2 separate regions of the Anser cygnoides genome follow, and region 1 is linked to region 2. A link is a contact called in public Hi-C data. All regions are on one chromosome and are shown on one strand. Each heading gives the region's core, a stretch centred on a gene start, on an enhancer-like site or on the middle of the called end of the contact. The rest is flanking DNA. Distances are from core to core; before and after follow the strand shown.

Region 1 (7,336 bases), core at 620-3,119, 73 kb before region 2:
TAACACTTCCATCGCTAAACACCCACTTTGGCATATGGGTTAAGGAAAAGCAAACTTGATGCCTTTGTTGAATAAAGGATCAGGCAGGGTTTTAATTAACGGGTGTTGGTACGTGATTCTCCCTCTGAGGTAAACAAGGACCAGAAATGTTGTTGCAGTTTCCCACCATCCAGAAGGGTATCTGCACAAGTCCGTTCTGCACGTGTTGTTCAGCCTGCTCCCAGGTGGCAGTCGTTCCAGCTGTGCTACCTTGCTGGACGTGCCAGGTGGATGTTCAGCAGCTGGATCTGAAATGTGGGAGGTTGCGCTCTCCTAGCAGCTCTGTGTCAATAGGTACAATGACAAACATCACATTAATTTCAGACCAACTACCAATACACTAGCAAATTTTGTGTACGATACTCTTTTGTGAGAGCCAGTGAAAGCAGTGTCTAGAGAGCTTCCATGTTTTATTTTTTTTTAAAAAAAGAAGGCATAAAATTAGTGCACTGATAAAAGATGATGGTTACAAGAATTGTGATCTGTATTGGCTGCTGTGCAAGAAAAGATTTGTAAAGGAAATTTTTTTGGATACCTTCACGTTGCTGATGAAGTGTTTGGAGTAACTAATGGAGGAGAGCAGAGCATGCTTGTGCAAAGTTTCAGCATTTAGTCAGTTTTATATAAATGGGATCAGAAAACTTTATGACGACAGATATCCAATGACGTACTGCTGGTATTTTATCAGTGTTTTGCTTTTGAAGGAGCTCTCAATGTAATATGGCGCCGGCATACAGATGCAGACGCAGTGGCTGTTTGAAGCAGTTGAGTCCGGGACCCGCTGCTCCTCTCCCTCGATGCATGGGCTGGAGCCACCTTCTGAGGATGTAAGCTGGGGAGGACGTGGGGGAGATGGGGATGATATTCTCCTCAGATACTGAAGTGATCCCACATCATCAAAAGAGGATAGTTTTTGTAGAATTGCCGAGAAAATACTTAATATAAGTATTACTTATATTAAAATACTTAATATAAGCCAGTGCTATATAGACTGTAGAATATGCTGATAAATATCAGAGCTTAGCTTACAAGTCTCCAGAAGTCTGATAAAGTTAAGCATACTTTTCCAAGGACTCTTTGCCATTGCTTTGAATTATTCCTAAAGAAATTACTTAAAGGGCTTGGAGAACAGAGGTGGTAAAGAATGTAACACAGAAATAATTGATCCTTCTGGTTTATTAGGTTGTGTCCCTGTTGTGGAAGTTTTGTCAATAACAATAACACTGTGGAGATGTCTGTCTGCAGTTAGTCTGCAGCTAGATCAAACATTTCATGGAGTTCTAGCAACATGATCTCTCCTTGAAGAAGGTGATGTATTATTTAATTTGTAACTAAGTCCTGGGACATCTGGAAGCACAGCACTGTTATTTATCTTTTCGATTCCAGGCAAAAGTCCACTGGTTATGTACAACAGTAACCTGAGTCTGTCAATATTTGGCTTGCATGCAGTTGACAATGATTTTGGAATATTTTCAGTACAGAATTAAAGACATCACTTTGTAATTTGATTTGAAAGGATAGGGTGTTTGAAGGAATCCTTTCAATATAGTGTTTACTGAGTTCTTAAGCAGGCGTTTTTGTATTTTATAACATTTAAGATGTATTAATTTTCAAATACTGGTCTAGTGCATGGAAATACTTCCTCAGTAGGTACCAAAATTACACCACTGTCTTTTGTTTCTGCAGTCATAATAGAAGTCCATTTGCCTGGATATACTGTTAACTCACATACCAAGCCATCCTGCTCAGGATTGCTGTTGATAACTGTTTGGATGGTGAACAGTTAGAACAGTTAAATTGGTGTTGTGTTGGCACTCTAAATGTTGCAGCAAGCCTATGCAAAAATCTGTTGCTGCGGTGCTATGCAAGCTTTTCTGCATTAGTAACATCGTGCTAAGTAGTCTCTGATGGTTTCTTTTACTAACCTTCATACAGTGAGGTAAACCTTGAGTTTTAAGTATCTGATTGTGCTGACCTTCACTTCAAGGAGGCTTTTTATTTAAGCTTTTAGCCTTCCATCGGACAGAAACATTATCATCAATAAAAATAAAATAAACATCTAGTCTTGCATTCTCTGCTTACTTGAACAGAACTATTCATAAACATATAGCTCTTAGTTTGGCAACTATGGGCAGTCTGACTGCATTTACACCTAAAAATTTACTGCAGTGAGGGTCATTCCATTTCGAAAGAAACTACTTGGTAGATGAGTTGGCAAACAGAATGACTTTGTCGTGTTTAAAGCAGCTCTGCCAAGAATTGGATGGAAAATGCTTGTTGTCTGTTTGTACCTTTGGAAATGAGAGGCACAGAAGAGGTTTGACTTTAGTCGAATAAAATATATGAGACTGTCTTGGTCAATGAATGAGCTGACATATTCTGGGATATTATTCTTTGTAGCTTCTGCCTTTAAAATGTGACTGAAAAGGGAAGAAATTTGATGACCAGTGGCAGTCAGTGCCAAATTGTCTGATGAGGGATGCAGCCATAAAATGAGGTTACTTTTATGAGTTACTTTTATGAAAGTTCAAAACATTTTTCTTGAAATGCCAATGTGGTGTAGCCCACGTAGCATATTCAAAATATACTGTGAATAGTCCAGGACAATATTAAGGAAAGTTATCCTGTGAATTAGGAGGTCCAAGTATGGTGATGGACCTGGAATTTTATTTCTCCATCTCTTAATCATCAGAAGTTTTTTATCAAAGTGCTCCTCACTTCAGTTTGGGCTCTTGCGAATGGGCTCCACTGAGCTGTGGTTAGTGCATCACATTTGCAATGTATTGATGCTTCAAGTGGGCCTCTGGCATAATGTTTGTATGGAACTTGTAAAAGTAAAGCAAAGAAACCCGTTGAACTGCATGCAATTTAGATCTTACTTGTTGGAACTGAAGACTGGAGGTAATTATTTACATTTGTTTCAGATTAACTGTTTGCTGTCCTTCCCAAAGGGAATAATCTTTCCTTGCCTCTTCCTTTGTACAGCAATTTATTTTACTTACTCCTGCACTTTCTAAAAGGAAAGAACAGTAGGAAGGAAAGGGAAACAACCTTTGCTTTCCAAATGCTTGGGGCATGACACAGTCTGTTTTACTATGGCTGAGAAGCACTCCCTTGTTATAACTGCTCATGATCTACATCTAAAGTAATAGGAGGGACCCAGGGGGTAAGACTTCAGGGCTGTTCTGAACTGCAGAAGATGGCATGATCCAGAACTGAAAAACCTTCCTAGAAATTTCCCTGTGAAACTCCTCTGCCACTTGCAGTAAAGGAGATCTGGTTCTAGTCTTCCACTGTGTGAGGTTCTTTTTGGTTTTGTTGCTAATGAGAAGTTTAGACCCACATGGCCTCAAATTTGTGTTAGGTTCAGCGATATTTCTGTGGTCACATTGGCAAAATACTCAGGGTGAGATTAAGTTTTTAGTTGGTAGGGTTGATTTTTTATGAATTAAAACAAGGGAGGAAGGACGTCTCTGAGAAGAGGGGTAAGAACAAACACAAAAATCTCCCCATGTTCTTAGCTGTATTGTCCAATCCTGATGATTTTTGTGCCTGGAAGTGTTGCAAATTACTACCTGGCAGCACATACTAAATCTGTGTGTGGTAGTTGATGGATTAAGCACTAGGGATTCCAGCAGGGATTAGGCCACACGTTCTGAAAGTGCAGATGTCACTCCTGTTTTACATCACAGAGCTGAGTTTAGCTGCCGTATGTTGCACATAAAAACAGGGGCTGTTATATCATCCCAGTCTTCCCTTTTTTTCCCACCCCATCCCACTTTCTCATTTTATTTGCTTTGCATTGGTGTTCTTGGCACTGTTCGTCCTCGTGGAGATTGAGTGCTAACTGCTGCAGTAGCAATGTGAAAGCAATGTCAGGCTGCGAGCCCACTGCACGAGCTGGGGAGATCGCCTCTTGGTTGAGTCTGAGAGAGGGGGAGAAAGAGCCAAGAGGACTTGAGAGGGGGAGCTGAAGTGAGGCAATTCAGTGGCAGAATAAAAGTAGGAAAGCAGAAATGGAAAACTAAATGAGACATAAGTTTGGGAAAATTGTCCTGTCTCTGATACTTGTCAGAGCTGCCATCTTTCATTCAGCTTGCTTGTAGTTTGCTCACACTCATGTAGCTTACTAGATAATGTGTTTGTATATTCATCTCAGATGCACTTTACAAGTATGCATATGAATTCATGTAGAACAATTAAAAGTCATAAAAGAAATATGTCCTGCCCTGAGGTCTTGAAATCAATGTGGGGAGAATTGAGCTACATGCATAAACGCAGCAAAGGGAGAGAAAGAATTCACTTTCACCAACTGAAAGCAAGACTGCAGCCAAGTCTGAACAGAAGCAGCCGCATGTAACTGATTGCTGCTAGTCAGCAGTGCAGCAGGACCTACTGAACAGTAACAAATACTGCTAATAAGTCTAGTAATACCATCAGGAACAGGCCTACACTTTGTAGCAAATATGTCATTAGTGACTCTTGTTAGTTTTCACTGTGCTCGAGGGATGCAGCGTAGGACCAGTGCCCTAGGGAGAGAGTGGGCTTACATCACCATGAGTGTTTAAGGAGAAAGGGGCTACTTCTCTTGAAATACATGCTTTGCTCCAGTTTTGGGAGATGCTCTTTAGAGCGTAGGTACCGGCTGCGTGGAATTAAAGGCTCCTCGGGCTGTTTCTTTCCTTCAGGGAAAGCTTGAAAGAAAATAGGAGTAGTTTTTGTTACATGGAGCTCTGTGTTAATATGACAATGACGTTATATTTCTTGCATCAGGGTTTCCACTAATTGCCTGCCAGGAATGAATTCCTCTTCTGCACTCTGCCCTTTCCCCATGCATATTTTAACTTTGGTGAGAGCAGGCTTCCTTGTGAGCATCAAACCCAGGATGTAACTGGCTTCTGGATAAGAAGTAGGTCAGGTCAGTGTAATCACCAGGAAGCTGGTACAGAGAATTCCCTTGTGTGTCTCGGCACAGATTTGCTTGCAGGCCTGTGATCATTCAGGTTTCTCCTCTGGCTTAGCCTGGCAGGGGCTCTGGGAGCGTTTCAACCTTGTGCTGCAGGTGTGGTGTGGAACTACTTGGGCTTTCCTCCGCTCCTTAGTTCCTGGCCATTGCAAAGGTGGTGTGTGCCACAGGTGCTTTGGCGGCTTCTTCTCTCTAGTTACAGCAGACCAAGTATTTCACTACTAAATGAAACTGTGTACCTTGAGTCTTTCAGCTTGATGTAGCTTGTTTGGGTGCAATCTGGTTGTGTATCACGCAGAGGTCAGACTGGATCAGTGGCCAGAAGGATGGGTCTGCTTTGCCTTAGCCATCTGTGTGTCCTGTTATGCATGGAGGGCTTAACACTTTAAGTCTGACTCTGTTTGGGGAACTGAAATTAGCATTGTTTTCTCCCAAGTAGCCCCCTATGTCCAATCCTTATCATGATTCCAAGGACAAACTGAATGTTTTGCCAGTGTTTTCTCCAGACCGAGATATCTTTGAAGAATTAGTGTTTTCCACCTGGCTGTAACAGGTGGAAGCAGAACAACTCTTCCAGCAACTTACCCACAAATGTCTGCCAGGAGAGCTTAAATTACTAAGCAAAGAGTCTGAGAAAGATATTTAAATTTTTCAAATAGAAAAACATTTCTTACTCATATGAAAGTGTCCCTATTGCTTCTGAAGATGGTCTTTTCTTTCTTCAAGTACTGCAGAAGCAATTCTGAAGGAGAGATCCTCTAACATAATATTAAAGGGATAGGAAACGTGATATTTTCAGCTTCTACTCTGCTCAAACTCTAAAACCTAGTCCTGTCTTGCAGTTCTGAAGCATGCATAAGATGGAAGAATTATTAGAAACTACTTCTGCCTCAACTCATGCTTTTCCCTAACCTGTTTTATTTGGGTATAATTAGGAAGCACGGGTTGCTCTTTTGTTGTTGTCATTGTCTGGTTGTTTTTTCTTCTTCCTTGGCTTTTCACAGACTGTAGGTTCCTTGAATAACAAATGACATTCTGATGTTGTAAAATAGCTTTGGAAAAGACTTCAGAATTCCTCATTTGTGGACTGCAGTATTTATTTAATCTAGTACTTAGAAAATGAGATTTTAAACTAGGTAGCTCTAGTGCTGTAAGCACATTCTTGGGTCACAGCCAGACTTGATAGTTTCCCCACAATATTTACAAATGCACGGAGCAGATCTGTGTGTGATTAATACTGTTTTTATCCAAAGCAGTGAAGTCCAATTTCTTGTAAATCTTCCATATTAGTGTGCTTTAATAGTTAGTCAGGGATGCGAACAGAAGAACCCTGTAGCCAGATGAGTAATGAAGCATAGCTGCGTAAAGAAAAGACACGATGCGAATCAGCGGGGACTGAAGTGGGACCTCTGGCACCCAACCCCCATCTGTGTAATTTGAACAAAAGAGGAGCTCCTCTAGCAGAAGTGAGCTGTTACCACAAACACCAGCCGCCAGCAGAGGATGGAACTGCACACGTGAGACGTGCGTGCAGCACAGGGAGCTGTGATGGCACCCGGGATCCACACCCTGCAGTGGGGACACACTGATTGCTAAGACCACATACTGTTCAGGTTTTATTCTCTCCCATCATTGAGCACTGTCTGGAGAAGGATCCCTGAATGCTACCATGAATGCAGCCATATTAAGCCCTCAGTTGGGAACCTGTCCTGCCCTTCTTTTTCATATGAATCAGCAGTGCTGAGAAAAATGCGTCATTCATCTTGTCTTTATTATGCATCTAAAATTTTTCTATGTGTGTATATATATAAATGAACGCAAGTCAAGGGAAGGCAGAACAAATTGGTGTTATAAGGACTGGAAACCTATCTGACTTTGAGCATGTTAATTTTTCACAGTTTAATTCTTGTTGCTAGTGACCCAAACTCTTGATTTTTTTTTTTTGAAGTAAGCCTGAGTCTTTCCTTTCAGAGAACAAGAAATTCTTGATAAAATAGACTGTAAGAGAACTTTGCCATTTTCTGCTGTAGTCTGCTGATGCAGTCTCAAGAGCATGTTTTGCCATCTCTGCTGGTCCCAGTCATGACTTTGTTTGTTATGAACAAGCTCACTTGCTTTTTTGTGAACTATGTTCCAGATCTCTGCAGTTTGTTTATGAATAAATTTGTGTATGCTTAAACAGAGGTACCTTTGCTGCCGTGTAATTTGCCTTGAATGACTGACTCAGCCTTCAAAGATAGCTGAAGTAAGGCCTTCTCCTTTAAGGGCTGATATTCAACATGTCTTTAAACAAAGTAATGTGCAAAATGTGTGCTTTTGTTTGGTTTTGAG
Region 2 (7,315 bases), core at 3,296-5,795:
GGATGAGAGTGATATTGCTTCCTGTTTAAAATGACGAGTTGCCTCTGCTGGGCACAATGCCAGGTAAATTCTGTCATGAAATCTAAAACATTCGCTATGTTCAGGCTGCTGGCAATCATGTAGGAACCAACATTGTGGTGCTCCTTCCACTCGCTGTTAAATGGCTTGCTCCTATTCTGGTGGGTGTTAGCCAGTGCTCGTTTCCTGGGGAAGAAATGGCCTTCTGTGAGGTCATTTATCTGAATGCTGCAGAAATCTTCTTCTGCAAACCTGACTATTATCATAACAGAGTCCTTAAAAAACTAAAATTATAGTGACACTCTGAGGTTTCTGAGATTAGTGTCTTCCTTTAAGGCCTCTATTTCCTCTGGTATTACTTCCAGTCCTGTTCACTGAAACTGCAGTGCATGTCTACCATGAATAGCATGAATAATGCATATATTTTTCTGCTACTTTCAGTGTGCTAAATAGCAACATACACAAAAACTAAAATCTAGAGCTGACGAAAAATAATTGGCTGCACATCTCCCTGCTAGTACGTGATTGAGCTGTATTCTACATTAACTCAGGTTGTAACCTGTTTGCTTTCATATTTACCATTTTTGGGCCTTTGCCCACATCCCTTGGAAGATCCCGCGCTGGACTAACAGTTCACCACTTCAGTTTGTCCTCACAGACTGAGATATGGAAAATACTACAGCTGTTTATACCTCTTTCTTTCCTGCTTCCTTAAAAATAAATGTTTCCACTTCTCATTCTCTTCTTTCTTCCAGTGTAAACAGATGCTTCCAGATTCACCTTTATCACCGTGTTATCAAGCAAATCTCTTCCTTATTTTTCCTAATTCATGCATAGCAGCGGTCTACCTGCTTCTCACATCTCAGCTATCTCAGCTTCCCAGAACTCTGCATGGGATTCAGCTGTAATGAGGGAGCAGACGACATATCATTACCTCTGCTTCTAGATACCAAATTACCCGGGATTTATTTTTCCTAAAACATCTTGGATATCTTATGCATGAGATGAATTACTTCACAGTTTCCCAGGATGATGCCCAGCTGGGTACTTCCCTCATGCTTTTCCACTCTCTGTAAATGCTGTTTATTTTCTACCGAAGAACATTTGTAAAGATAAGGCAGATTTAACAAGAAGATCGCAAAGATTTGTGTTGTATGAGGCCAATTAAAAAGGGTTTAGAACTTAAAGGCAAAGTGTTTTTTGTTTGTTTGTTTGTTTCAGTCCAGATGAGCAGTTTGAGTTGTTGTTGAAAATAAGATTTTGGGCCATTTTTCCCTTCAGTTTTCATTAGCATTCTTGCAGTTTAAATGTTTTTGTTCATTTGAGGAACAGTTTTCATAATGAAGTGTGCAAGATATGCTAAGAAATTAGCTGTTCATTTTATGTTCATAAACACTTGATTTCTATGTATATTTATAGTTCTTGTACTTTTGGATTACTTATGCAATTATCTAGGAAGTTGTATTCTGGATTCCTGAAAATCAGTCTTTTTTATCAATCTTTACTAAATCTGAAAGTGCATCTAGTAATTCCCCTTCACTCACTAAATGTCTTCTTTCTTTGAAAAATCTAGTTCGTCTGGCAACATCTTTATAAACATAAATATAATTTTAGCAACCACATATCACTAACAGGCATTTCTACATTAGATGTGACTGAGTAGATGATATAGTGTAATACTTCTTAAAATCTCTTTAAATGTTTAAATTACTAGAGGATTTAGGAATGCAGCGTTTTTGTTTCTTTCCAATATGAGTGTCTCGGTACATAACCCTTAGTTATTTCTGGATGCAATGAGGTATTTGTCTATGTAAGAATGTCCTGGATTTCTACTACTTTCTATGTATTTGAGATGGGAAAATCTTAAAAAATAATTAAAACCCCAACAATGTGTTCTGCACAGAGGTAGAACTATTATTTAATGACTTAGAGGATGTGGGAAGGGCAATGTGTTCTTGATTGCTTGTGTGTTCTGCTCCCAGTATCACTGGAAATGAAGCCCCAGGTTCTCATGCCTTGTGGAACACGCGTGTGTCTGTATGGCTCTCTTCCTGTTCACTAGATTTGGTATTTTGTCTGATTCATACCCAAATTCTGTTGCCCTTTGCAAAGCACTGCTCACAGCTTCCTGCAATAGTTTAAAAGCAGAGGTGACTCAAACGAGTTCAGGAAACATCCATATATCAACAGCTGTTATACTCAACCCTGCACTCAGCGATATTTTAAAAATCCATATTTTGCACCATTGTAACTAAACTGTTTATGGGAGTCAGTGATATTTGTGGTTGTAATATAAATCCTACTATGAAAGGATGCCTGGTTTCATTTGCAGCAGAAAATGAGCTTGACATGAGCTTTGGTCTATAGGTAATAGGTTCTTGAAGGCTCTGAGAGGTACTTTCAGCAAAACGTTAATCTGGCAAATTGGTGGAAGTCCAATCCACAAATGCACCCTTTTTTGTAATATGCAGTTGATTGTAACAATTACAGATGCTATTTAATGGCACCATCCTTAAATTTTCCACTGTGATACTACCTAGAGAATTTGTTACTGATGAAATCATTATAGAGTTATAGGAGTGAAATAGGTTGCTACTGAAATTGCTCTCAAAATCTAATTGTAACTTCACTGGAATTTTTCCCATGCTGGATATTAAGTATATGCATATTTTTTTATTTTTACAGAAGTGGTGTTTTTATTTGTATGCCTAATTTTATTTCACTCTCAACTGTGTATATATTAGGTTTGGCTTCTTATTTTCAGTTGTGGTGAAAGATAACTTTAGTCCAGTTTGCCTTTCAGCTGATTTTCTTCCATTCTTATTTTACTTGTCACACGAATGAATAAAGCAGCATATTTCTTTCCTTGCAACCTGCCTAGGATTACTCAAATTAACACAAAGAAGAGCCGTATTTTATCAATACCTGAAAAGATGCAACTCCTCTCAATTTCCTTTTGAGAGCTTCTTTGGGAAGAAAATCATGCTGCATTATTTCTTGCCTACAAAGCAATTCAGATTTCTATTAATTATTTTAATCAAATCTCTTTTTGTACCCAGAAGTTTCTTGGCTTGCGATTGTCCCTCATCTTCGGTTCTGACAGTGTCTGAATAAAAAACAAGAGCAGAAATCCTCTAGCTTGGTCATAGCCCATGAAGAATGGTTGGAATCCTTGCTCCGAAGGGAGGGTTTCTGTGACTGCCCGTGTTCCCGGTGTGCAGTGCACCGTCCTTTCATGCCATCCTGTATTGTTCTAGCTCTTACTGAAGATATTATGTGATATCTCACCACTTTCAGAAAGACAGCCTGACATCCATCATTAGCTGAACCATTCTTTCTTTCTGCTCTTGATCTTACAATATAGATTTATCCTATGAAAGCTGAAAAAATGCTTGTGTCGGTTCATCAGATTCTCTCCCTGCGGTTGCAGTGCTGGGGCACAGAGGGAGTAGATGGCCACCAACTGCCACCTTTGACACCAGCCATAGACTGAATTTGTCTGCTGGGCTCAGAAGAAAATGGTGTAGAAATAGCTTTTCTTTAATTTCCCATACTCTTATGTTTCTTGCATTTTTGCTTCTCCCTGAAGCGGCAGACTGGATGAATGATTCTAACTTAATTTGATAATTATTGCTGCAAATTTCCCTTTAGGAAACTTGAAATTCACAAATCCATGTTTCTAAATACTTACAGTATATTCTGCATTTACACAAAATGTATTACTCTACATTTGTACTGATTCCTCTCATTGTGCCTAGAAGTATGCTACCCTGCCTCCTAAACACGGGAAGCTTTGCAAAGCAAGGAGGGCAATATCATCTCCATTGTTTGGAAAGCCCCGTGGATTTCTATTATTTTGCTTAACAATTGCTTCCAAAGAACCTGATAGCAGAAGCTATTTGTTAGGAGCAAATATTGTGAAGACCATTGTGCTTATGTCCTACTGTGGTGAAAATTACCATGGGATTGTTACCTTTCACCCAGGTGGTCCCCACTGATGGGCAGAAATGACCTTGATTTAATGGCTCATCTGAAGGCAGACAGCTCTAACTGTGCAACGCTGTCCCCCAAAAGCGCTGCTGCAGCATCAGCATTGGATGTGAGCCCATGTCTCAGTCAGAGCTGCGCATCTCTGACCTTCTAGCACAGAGGCAATGGTGCTGCCAGCTGTGTTATGCTGACAGGCAAAGGACTTTGTTTTGATATCCAGAAGTAAAGAAATTGAGCTAAACACACACACTGACTTCTACTGCTGGAAAAAAAAAAAAAAAAAAAGTGGCAATAAACCTCAGCCAATCTTACCTTCAGTTTCTAAATTATTTTGTTTTCCAGGTTGCTTGGAGTAATTTTGCTTCATTAACGTGGCTCTGCAGCATGATCTATTTGGATTTTCTCACAGAATGAGTTCTTTTAGCTGAATAAAAGCCTTTTGAAAAACCTGATTTATGTCACAGTCACAGCATTAAATAGAGCAATTCTGGTTCGGTGGCGAAGTTCTGGGGTCAAGGTCCATGGTCTGCATTTTCTAAGTGCCGTGCATGGATTTGCATGCACACAGCTCACATTAGCACTACGTGTGGCCCCTGTGCAGCACTTTGGGAATGTAGCCCTCAATAGAAAAGATATTTACGGCAGTGAAGCTCGTGTTGGGATATATGAACAGCTGTGCTCCAAGCAGAAAACACACATCTGAAGTAAGACAAGCATACTGAAAATTATGTCCTGGCAGTTAACATTTTTATTTGTACACACTGCTATGCAAAACTGAAAGGAAATATCACTCTTTCAGGATTAATATGTTCTGCAGAGCTAATGGGAGAACAACCTGTCTTCAGAAACGATTTTGTCTGATTTTAAATTTTTTCCCTGCAGTTCCTGTAGTGTTCATATAAAAGAAATATAATCAATAAGAAAAACTTCTGTCACTTTGCTAGCTATGTTTTACTAGCAGTGAGATGACCTCTTTATACTTTTGAGTATATTTACACAGATTTTTAAATTTTACTGTCTTAAATTACCTTTTCTAATATCCCAGCACCTTCAGGGCATGGGAACAGAGCACGTGAGAAAATCTTTCTCCATCATTCCCCTGTAGGATCCCTGCGTTTGGATTTATTATGTCTAGAGTTGACTGGTAGCTAAACCCACATTAAATTAGAAGGACTTTGCAAAATGCAGCTTAGTTCATTTTAAGTTTCACGTGTTGGTGCCGCAGGTTCTCCCTCCATGGATGCTGGGAGCTGAGGAGCCGCTCTGCGCTCGCTCCCCGCAGGGCGATGCCGGGAAGGTTGGCAGTGCAGCTCCGCTCCTCTCCATGTACGGGGAGCAAACGGGGAATGACATTTCTCTAACGAAATGGACCACGCTAATACTTTGCCTTCTCACGCTGTTTTACTTGGGGAGACCTCTGAGGCTCTTTTCCAATAGCAGTAGTGTAACAAGTGCATGCAGTTCTTTCTGAGGTTAAGAATCGATCCCATTTTGCAGCCTGGGAAAACGAGACCTTGAGGTTGCTGTTTACCTGAGACCACAAAGGAAATCGGCAGCAGGCCAGGCCAAAATTTGGACTTCCTGAGTCCGAGGCCACCGTTCTGACCTCTAGACCTTTATTTCATGGTGCCCGTGGGGCTTGTATGTCCAGCAAACAACTTGTGTTCTCTAAAGGAGGCCTGGTGAGTGAAAGGCCCAAATAGCAATTTAGAACATAGTCTTATTAAATACGTCTTATTTAGGTATTTATTAAGTACTTATTTATTCAGTAGGTATTTATTAGGTACTTATTTATTCAGCATATACTGAATTTTGGAAGATAGGTGCATGTTAGGCTCAAAAATTTGGATGCTTCCTTAATATGAATATTTTATTTTTTAATGACATGTTTGTTGATTGGGGAAAATACATTATTTTTACTAGAGCTAGTTGGAAAAATATTTTTCCTAAAACCAATCTTGAGGTTATAATGAAAGAAGAAAAATAGCATGCCTACTAAAGCTGAGGGTGGTATTCTGCTACTGCCATATTCCTGAAAATGCTGAAAATGCCTGAAATCTGTGTAGCGGACAGGAAGGTTGTGGCCCTGCCATGGGCAACAGAGGTGTCATTCTCGTGCTGTGAGCAGACTTCCTTCTTTTTTGGTATGATTATGTATCTTTGAAGCTGACATAATGCTAATAGGGCTTCAAAGTCAAGATTCAGGAATTGGGACATGCCATAACTAAAATCACCTGTCCACTTCTGATTCAGACTTCTGTGATGTATTCATGGCTGTGCATGGTGGAACAACTTCAGCCTCATTCACTGTCCGGATTTCACTGTTTCTGGTGTCAGCTGGAAATGTATAAAGAAAGTTTCTAGGACTGCTGCTTAATTTGCTGAATAAAGGCAATGTGTGAAGGAGACAGGACGTTACGGGAATGGAAGGCGAGGCTGCAAGAGTTCAGCATTAATGCTGACAGTCTCTGTTCCAGAATTTCTGTATGATTCCAAACTAATCAAGCCATGCCTTTTACTAATTGTGTGTTGTTTACTTTCTGAATGCTTAGTTTGAGACCCTTGGGTCTGATTTATGAAGCACTGATCTTTCACAGAGATAGCTCAAGTCAACGGAAATTATTTGAATATACAAATTAGCAAAGAATTTTAATTGCCTCGGATTCTGTCTGTCAGTGAATGTGCACTTCTAGATTTAATTTACAACTTTCACCTTAATTTGTCAGAACCCTTCTGCTGAAGAGGGTTAATACAATCTTCTCCTGTCTCTCCTTAGAAAGGTAGTTGAGGAGTGAGGAGCTACTAGAATTAAAGTGCTGTACACCAGCCCAGGCAGAAATTAATAAGTCTCAGAGCAGGGTGTGAATAGTGCTCAATAAATGAGGCATGGGGACACATTGAATAATAACAGGAAAACAAAGGCATTGAGTAGCAGCTCGTTATGCCAGTCACTGCAGGCAGGGGTCCAGTGGAAAAAATAGTAGGTGGTTGGGTAATTAAAGGCAGTATCATAACGTGTGCACACAAGGTTGCCCAATTAGGGCTGCACAGCAACCTTAATTCTGACACTTGCCTAAATTTTCAATGCTTGATTTTACGCATTTAATGTTCTCTAGCATATTTTTGGTGTATTTACATATAGATGCTCCCTATAGCCTCGTTCATTGCCATGCTGTTAATTAGGTAGAACTACTGAGCAGTGCAGTTAGTTGGATAAGCAGGGCTTTGCAGTGAGCCTCGCGTGGCACGCTGCAGAGCAGAAAACTTCAGGCTGTCAGAGCTCTGAAGGCCTTACATCGGTGGTGAT

Evidence for each region. A called contact is a pair of places that touch in the nucleus more often than the background predicts.
Region 1: a Hi-C map of liver shows a contact between it and region 2, with 6 times the contacts expected there. The contact joins two enhancer-like sites. A contact is called at or near these places in 3 of 7 Hi-C or Micro-C datasets (granulosa cells and liver).

The regions. Positions count from the first base shown.
Region 1 is chr8:21,974,249-21,981,584 of Taihu_goose_T2T_genome, reverse strand. All of the region lies in intron 1 of ST6GALNAC3 (ST6 N-acetylgalactosaminide alpha-2,6-sialyltransferase 3), which reads left to right. Among named protein-coding and RNA genes, the nearest start is that of ST6GALNAC3, 60 kb to the left of the region's middle. Within about 2 kb of position 1,869, at least 1 of the 3 cell types and tissues checked has open chromatin away from gene starts, as enhancers often do. A contact at or near this core is called in liver, where this site is marked.
Region 2 is chr8:21,903,846-21,911,160 of Taihu_goose_T2T_genome, reverse strand. The region is part of intron 2 of ST6GALNAC3 (ST6 N-acetylgalactosaminide alpha-2,6-sialyltransferase 3); the gene reads left to right. Among named protein-coding and RNA genes, the nearest start is that of ST6GALNAC5, 110 kb to the right of the region's middle. Within about 2 kb of position 4,545, at least 1 of the 3 cell types and tissues checked has open chromatin away from gene starts, as enhancers often do. A contact at or near this core is called in liver, where this site is marked.